Regions from separate parts of the Drosophila melanogaster genome. Here region 1 is linked to region 2. Evidence: chromatin contacts called from public Hi-C data. All regions are on one chromosome and are shown on one strand. The core of a region is the stretch at or near the end of the contact, and the rest is flanking DNA. Distances in the headings are between cores, read along the strand shown. Region 1 overlaps Dop1R1 (Dopamine 1-like receptor 1). Region 2 overlaps Dop1R1 (Dopamine 1-like receptor 1).

Evidence for each region. Hi-C and Micro-C count contacts between places; a contact is called where the count stands out from the background.
Region 1: a Hi-C map of the Kc167 cell line shows a contact between it and region 2, with 4 times the contacts expected there. A contact is called at or near these places in 11 of 107 Hi-C or Micro-C datasets (the Clone 8 cell line, the Kc167 cell line, the S2 cell line and 5 more).

The regions. Positions count from the first base shown.
Region 1 is chr3R:14,204,653-14,208,729 of dm6, forward strand. Dop1R1 (Dopamine 1-like receptor 1) reads right to left here. Exons shown (of 6, transcript NM_001260163.1): 2 at 55-160. Among named protein-coding and RNA genes, the nearest start is that of Dop1R1, 8.1 kb to the right of the region's middle.
Region 2 is chr3R:14,169,222-14,173,418 of dm6, forward strand. It overlaps Dop1R1 (Dopamine 1-like receptor 1), which reads right to left. Exons shown (of 6, transcript NM_001260163.1): 6 at 1-4,197. Among named protein-coding and RNA genes, the nearest start is that of CG3199, 8.6 kb to the left of the region's middle.

The DNA.
Region 1 (4,077 bases), core at 1,464-3,963, 37 kb after region 2:
GGTGGTGCAGATGGTGGGTGGCTCTTGCTGTACATTCAACGACATTTACTTTACCAACAACTACAATTGACACAAGTGACAGCGGCTCCGGTTCCTCACCAACTATTGTATCCATTTCAGACGCATTTGTCCAGCTGCTCTCATTGTAGAACGATGTCAACTGCAATGATACGAGTTTCGAATGGGTTGTTAAATGGTAGAAAATATGTTGCCCGAGCTTAAGATCGTCAAGTGTGGCTTACAATTGAATTTTTATTTGATGGTGGTTTTAACCAACTTTCTTTAATATTCCATAATTAACTGAAAAACTATTTATATTAATCACTGAAAACTTGTACGTTTTCCTCTCTCCCTGGTTAACTAGCTGAATTGTTGCTTTCCCACATGTCTTTGTTCTCCTCTCACAAACTAATTAAATTTGTGAAATATTTTTCGGATTTAATTAGCTGGCATCTGCTTTAGTTTACCCTGAACTTTGCCCCATTCATTTTCCTTCGCCGTTGTCATCCTGGCTGTTTGTGGCACGCACGTCGTGGCCATACAAAAAACTATCAATCATTTGTGGCATCTGTGGCAGGACCGCAAGCGGCAATCCTCTTCAAGAAGCCCACCAAGCGGCATGGCATTATTCATAATTAAAATTGACAAAATTTCGAGAAAATTGCCAGGGCTGTAATGAAATTAATTTGTTTCACTAAGCGCTCTCCCGGCCCACCACATTATGCCCAAAAAATATATACTCATGCATGTGTGTGTCTGTTTGTGGCAACTTTGAGTTGAAGTTTGTCTTGTGGTTTCTTTTGCTTTTGGGCAACCAGACATGTTGGCATTCCGGCGGTTGCCTTTGCCTTTGGTGGCTCCAACTATTTACTCGATTGAACAATTGAGTTCTGTAAATTAATTTATTAATTAATACGAAAAGGTACATCACCGCGTACCCAGTGCAATTACTCTGGCAGAAGGAAAGGATTCGCAGAATTCAAAGGATACGAAATGCCGCCAGCTTGGTATCCTTTGCGCGTTATTGCCAAGAGAATAAATAACCATAATGAAGGCCATAATAAAATGCTCAAAAGCAGACCCGAAACCGCTGACAAATGCAATTAATTAATTCAAACATAAAACTGCCGACGCCATATAAATATTTTCCTCGTTGGTATTCAGACTTTTGCAGCTTGTACCTGGAACTTTTTGTTTAATTAAATTTGTTCTTGCTGCACGTGTGTGTGTCTGTGTGTTGTGCGTAAGCTGCTTAATAACTTTAAAATTGTTAATTGTTTGAAATGGAAACTTTATTTTAATCGGCTCAAATGTGGTCGTAGAATGCCACAAATATAAAATACTTACGGGCTAAGCAACGGGGCGTATGCGCAATATCATGTATATCCATTATACAAAAGTTAATTTATTCATGCTTAGATTAAGGTTACCATAGGCACTTCGAACATAACTCAAATTGCGTAAATATTTAACTGGACCAAAGCAACAAGCGCTCCAGGCGGCAATATAAATGCACTGAAGTGCGATTACTTATTCATAAACTATATCGATTCGCCAGCTAAATATGTATGTACACAAGGATAGGGTTACCAAAGGGATTTCCACGTGAAATGCACCATAAGTGAACAGTAAACAAAATTAATTGATGCTCAACATCACGAGCGAATTGCGCCGGACAATAAAAAACACTTAAGATTATAAAATTTACACGAAATGCCATCTCATGTCAAGTGAATTTTCATTAAACTCACCATCAGCTGCTGCCCAGATTCAGAACATTACACTGATGTTAATGTTTATGTTCATGTCGCTGATTCTTTGGCGGCAGTGGCATCATTAAAAAGCAGTTAACAGTCCGGAAGTGGAAGCGTGACTCTGCGATATTCTCCACCGGAGATGGCCAGAACCATTAAAAAAATGCCCGTTTCCACTTAATTTAAGGTAAACTTTACCAACATCTTTCATTTAAAAATTGAAAGTGCCCCAATGGAATTACTAAATAAAAAATTTTAGTTGCTGTCTTTTCCACATTCTCAATGTATATTTACACAATCCAAATACAATATATATGTATATATTTAAACAAAAAACATGCGAACGCGAAAAATCCATGCCACATTTTATACCAGTAATTTGATTCATGTATATTTAAAACATTTTTTTAATTTTAATTAACCAAAGCCTATTGTTACACGTAATATTCTATTCTAAATCTTTTAAGTGATTTTGAACAACGCAATTATATTTTAAAGAAGGTTAGGTGTACATTAGACTGTTTTCACAATTTAGAAAATTTACTTAAAGCACATCCCATTTGAGTCCCAATGTTTCATTCCATAAGCTATAAGCTTTAATTTAGATGCTTTCACCGAGCATCGGGCAAAGTGAAAGCATAAACACAGCATCTGCCAAGTGTGGGCTAAAAGAAATTTAAACAGTTGGGGAATGGGAAAGGATAGGAAAACAGAAGGAACAACTGTGACACCAGTTACTGCATTTAATTGGCAATAAAAGTGGACAACAAATGCTCGCGATCCGCGCTTCGTTCCCCGGAGGCTTCCATAAGTCAACAAGGACCTCTGCCTCTGATCCGCAGTTCCCAGGAAGGAAAAAGGATATGGGTGGTGGGACGTGAAAAATACCAGGCCAGCTAGAGTCGCACTTGGGTGCTTTGGCTTTGTTTGCAGAGTTAAATGGCAAAATGCGTTGATTAAACGTCAACACACATACACAGACCCACACACACACGGAGAACACCTGGAGGCCGTACAATAATAAGGCTCAAAACCTGTTGGCAGGACAACAAGGTAAAAGGTGGCATTTTTGCCAACCATCCGACTGTCTGTTCTTTGTCTGGCCGTCTGGGTAGGCGGAAGTAGTGTGATTTACAAGTGGAAAAGGCCGAGCCGACAGGCTGAATAATAACCGAATGGTACCAAAGGACTCGTCGAGTATTCCACACTTTACAGTGTCATTTGAGCACTTCCGCCTACGGCAACACGAGTTGCAAGGATAACAAACATCAGAGCCAGTGCCACATGACCCAGGGCACAGCATAGTTGTTAATTAAGTGCTCTGTACAATTACTAGACCGAAAACTCCTTAACAATGCTGAAGGACCTGGGGAAAACATAGCTGCTATGCCTCAGTTTCCTATTCAGTTCGACGAGCATTTCTGTACGTATAATGAGATTTTCCTGTCGAACATATAGAAAATTTGCAATTTTTACATTGACAAAAAATTGTTGAAGAAAATGAAAATGTACTATATTTTGATGAGTGTTTAGTACTTATAGGGCAATATTCTTTTGCAGGCTTTCAATAAACCTTTTTTAATTCCCTTCGTTTTCGTTCAGTGCCATGATAAATTTTCAATTTCCCTGCACTATGAACTTCGAAAGCCCACGGTTTTTGGGGCGCATTGAACCCCATTTGGTTGGGTTGCCAGTAAAAGCCAGTAAATTCGCTGCTTCGTGCTGTTTAGCATATATTTAAATTCTTACAATAAACAAGAAATGCTGTGGGCGTCTCTTGGCAGGTCGCAGTAAGAAATCCTCAGACACAAGGATGGGATTCTCACGTAGAAGCGATAATTCTAGAGCCTAGACAGCTGATTTATGCGCCCAACAAATATTTGTTCTTTGCTTTCGCAAACTTTCTTCGAGAACTTTAAGTTTTGCTTCAGCTAAACACAGTTGCTGCCTCGTTATGCAATGTGAAAATGGTGGAGGTGATGTGGCCAAGGAACACTCGAGCAGATGCTAACTGCAGTGACAATTTCGAGACTCGGATATCTCTCATCTGTTGGCCATTGTCTGGACTGTCAATGCCCGTCGAGGATTGCAAGGACCTCCGTGCAGCAAAAGAAGTTGAGGAAGTTGCTACTGCAGACAGCTGTCAACAGGAATGCTGATGTGCGTCGTACGTCTTTGGGTTCTTTGTTGAAATTTCGGCTTAATTAAACGAAGCAGAAAGTAAAGAAAGGGGGAAAACTCTCGCAGACACATGTGCCTGGCTGTCAAAACTGTCGTAATTGAGGCCCTCAGCTTCTATCTATGTATGCATGGCCATTAAATG
Region 2 (4,197 bases), core at 155-2,654:
GTCTTATCCTCACTCTATTTTCCAAGGAACCAGGAGCAAAGAGTTCCGGGAACAGGATACTCGAGTGATTGGTTAGCCGCATGGCCACTTAGCAACAATGGGAAAAGGAGCAGCTGAAATACCCGCATCGAGCAGCAAAGGAAGCAGCAAGGACAACAGCAACAGGAATTATTGTCCAGATCAGGTGACTTACTTTTAACACCTTGGTATTCTTATGGAAAAACTCTTTGAAGATGGCACCAATATTAAAATACGAAATAGAACTGTCATAATGAAATCGAGAATAAGGTTTAGAGGAAAATTCTTTGGTTCCTTAGAATATCAAAATATTTTAAAATAACTCGAAATAATAAACGACCACTAATGAAAATCTACGTGTATTAAAAGGCAAAATTCATTCGAAAATAATTGTTTCTATAAAATGAAAAATTTATTGGGGTTATTTTACTTTAAATATTATTTGCAATGTCTAATTAAAATTCTAAAAAAAAAATTATTTATAATTCATATAATTCATATTATGAGTGCTCATTTTTGGGGAAGCATTGCTCAACTTCCTGTCGATTGCGATTTCATAGATGTTGTGCATATTTTCGAACAAATATTTAAATGTCCATAAATGTTTATGTAAATGCATTTATAGGTTTTAAATAATATATACATGTTTGCATAGGTAACATGCACAGTTTACCATTTAACAAACCGTTTGCAAACAGTTTTACATCGTTGGTGCAAATGCTTTATTGCCAAATTGAAAATACTGAAATTTTAACGGATGCAGAGTTCATTTTTATTTGCATAGAACTATTGCATAAAGCCAACTAATTAAAACAGAGCATCGAGGATTGGTGAACTAATTTGTTTGGCAAATATAGGATTAAAGGTAAAATAAAGCGAAACTAAACGGCTTTTTGCGATTGGATTCTATTTATCGAGCTTAACAAGCAACAAAGTATTGAAACTGTTGCCGTTCTTTAACGCAAACTCACAAACATGGTTTATAGTGGCTGTTGTCTTCAATTTAATAAAGCTGACCAGGCTAAAAGTTAATTTTCCCACAAGCCCATATTGTCAGCCTATTATTTACGGACACTGGACTGCCGAAGGGTCAAGGGAAATGTGAAAGGAAATTAAAAATTGAGATTTAGGCAAATTGGGAGGAACACACAGTTTAATAAATAATATTAAGTGTTTACGAACGGGCCAACCAGGCACAGAATGGAGTTCACCGCAAACTATTTTTATACCGGGCTCATTTGTGGACGCTCGGCCGCTGGAGTGTTAAGGGGATTGAGCCAAGAGGAAATGGCCCATGTCTGCTTCGCTCTCTGGGCCACGTCGCATGTCCGTGTCCTGCACTAGTTGGCCATGGCAAAAGGCAAATCAATGAATGGAATGGCATGGAAAGAGGATGAAAAGCGGGAGGAAAAGCCCGGTGGAAAAGCGGTCGCAGAGAGCGAGTGTGCTCCATCAACGGCTCGTTCAGTTGGAAAAGTTATTGCGCCAGAAGTAATTCTATAAAGAAAGCTGTCAGCCTCTCTCTTTCGCTCTCCATTGCCCATCTCTTTTGCTCCTTGTCTCCTTGCTAGCCTCCCTGACCTGGGAATTTGCCTATTCAATATGAGTATTTCAGTTTTCAGCTGCTAAACGGAACTTGCGCTATTTCAGGTCCTCGAAAAATCCATTCGCATGTGGAGAGGTCTCTCTATATATAACACGCCATATATCGAGAATCGATTTTCGGGCATCCAATGGCTATTTGCGGTCTCGACCAGCGAGTTGAAGAGCCATTAGCGATTTTGATGAGTGGGGCATATTCGATTACCAGCATCGAAAAGGGTTCCCCCGGGATGAAGAATTGTTTTTTGGGCAAGTTGATTTATTTTTTTTTTTTAGAAATTAAGCCTAATTTGATTAGTTGGGTTCAGTCGGTCACAGGATGCCAAAAAAAGAGAAGGAAGAGAGAGGACTTGGCCCAGAAACAAAGGACACTTCTCAGTGGGCATTGTCAGGAGCAGAGAGAAGTTCCAAAATTGATTTTACGTTCAACAGTTTTATTTGCCAACATAATTTAATAATAAACTTTGGCACTTTTAGCCCTGACCAAAGAGGGGTGGAATTCTGAACTGAAGGGCTCTGGGTGGCTCAGTGGAGCTTGAAATTTATGTTCACGCCTGCATTGTTGCCTCGCAGCTCCACCAGGACACTTTCCCTGATCCTGGCCCCTCGGCCGGCAGCTGTCAGGAGCACAGAACACGGTTAACCGATGGACAGAGCTTGGGTTCGTTTCGGTAAGGCGCGGTCTCGTTTGCTTTTGGTCTGGTTTGCTTTTGGCTTGGTTTGATTTTGACCCGATTTTTTAGTTTCAGCCCATTCCGAATTGATGCTTTAATTGGAAAATCAAGCTACCGAGGTGGGAGAAGAAATAATATTTTATCAAATAAATTTCGTTTGAAGTGCTCGTTGTGTTATTGTTCAATTTGCGGCCAGCCTTGGTCCAGCCAGTTGCTGCCTTTGTCCAAATATTTGTCAATTAATTAAATGCCAAAAAAAAAACGAGGGTTGGGTGCTGTGGGTAAGGTTTCAAAAGACCAATGAATTATTTGTGAAATTCAGCGTCACTTGAACACCTCGTTTTGAAGTAATTAAATAGAATTCACATTTATATTAAATTTTTCCACTCAAAACATTTTATTAGATTTTCTCACTTGTGGTCGGCTGTATTTCTATGGCTGAATAAAATCAATTATCCGGAATGCTAGCCTAATTGCTCTTTGCGGAATAATATGCTCGAATTAAAAAGTTATGCCTCTTGAACTTTTCTCAGTTGAAGGCAAATTAGCAGATTTCATAAATCAGAATCATAATTACACGATTTAGTTTATGTGACACATTAAATAAATACATAAAATGTATGGCATAGCCATTAACTTATGTCAATGATATTACCTATTAAAAATATCATATTAATATATTATATTAAAAATTTATTAACTTATTTCTATTTAACGTTGTTTTAGAGCTAACAAATACATTTCAGACTGGAACTATTTAAAGAAAATTTGGTTCTTATTGAATTGTTAGTTGTTTTCTCTGTTAGAAAAGTATATTTAAAGAAGGCAGGATTTTTAGGAATTTATCTAAGTACCACTACTATTTACTTTGACCACCTAGCACAATTTAGACGAGCCTGAAAAGCCTAGAGTTCCCCAGACCAATTAACACCGTCGGCTCAACATTCCTGCCTTCTATTTTACCTGTTCCTTGCCGGCTGAAACGGCGACATTCTTAAAGCCTCATCAAATATGCGGGTTGTCAGGCAGTCCTTTCCCCCGGGGAAAATCAAGGAGACGGCCCACCCAACAGACCGCCAACGATGCCGGCTATGGAGAAGTAATTCAATTTGGGTTTAAAATTGCAAGCTGCAGAAGGAGCTGCGAGGCTGAGGAGGCTGAGAAAGAGGCTGAAGGACATCGAGGCGTGGCATGTCAAGGCGACAGGACCTTGATAAAAAGGTGTAGGCTGGAGGATGTAATGGTCCGCCTCCGGAGGACTCTGGGGCTTCCTTCTTAATTAAAATGCATCGCATGTGAGGGCCGGGTTATAAAATCGATTGAGTGCAGCTTAAATCGCTTGATACTTGTCGGCAGGAATCATTCAAAAAGGGATAAGGATAAGCAGCGGCAGCCACGTCCCGGAGAGGATTAAATAACTGTCATTGTAAGTGGCGATTGGAAAATGGTCCCAGTTCACTCGATACTCCCCGACAGCCATCATTTTATTTATTCAGAAACTTTTGCCTTAAATTGAATTCGCCTTCCGATTAAATTACCAACTGGCATTAAGCCTGGATCCTAGTGCATTACGAAATGATTTCGAGGCTGTGGCAGCCAACTCTTTTGCATTTGGGGCACATAATTTTAATTGCGTGCTGTAAGAGGCAGGTGCAGTCGCGAAGGGTTGGAAATCTATCTAAACTTTGCCTGCATTTGTTATTGTTGCAGTGCTTGGCAAACTTTTCCCGTGCCCGAAAGTTTACCGCCCACCCGTTCTTTTCCACCCACAACGACAAAAAGACGCTCGAAGGGGGAAAAACTTTCTACGGGCTGCGGCAAGAAGCTGAAAATCAAATGAAAGTTGCTGGCCAACGACTTAGTGGCAGCTTAAAGCACTTTAAGTTGCCAAATGTCAAAGATT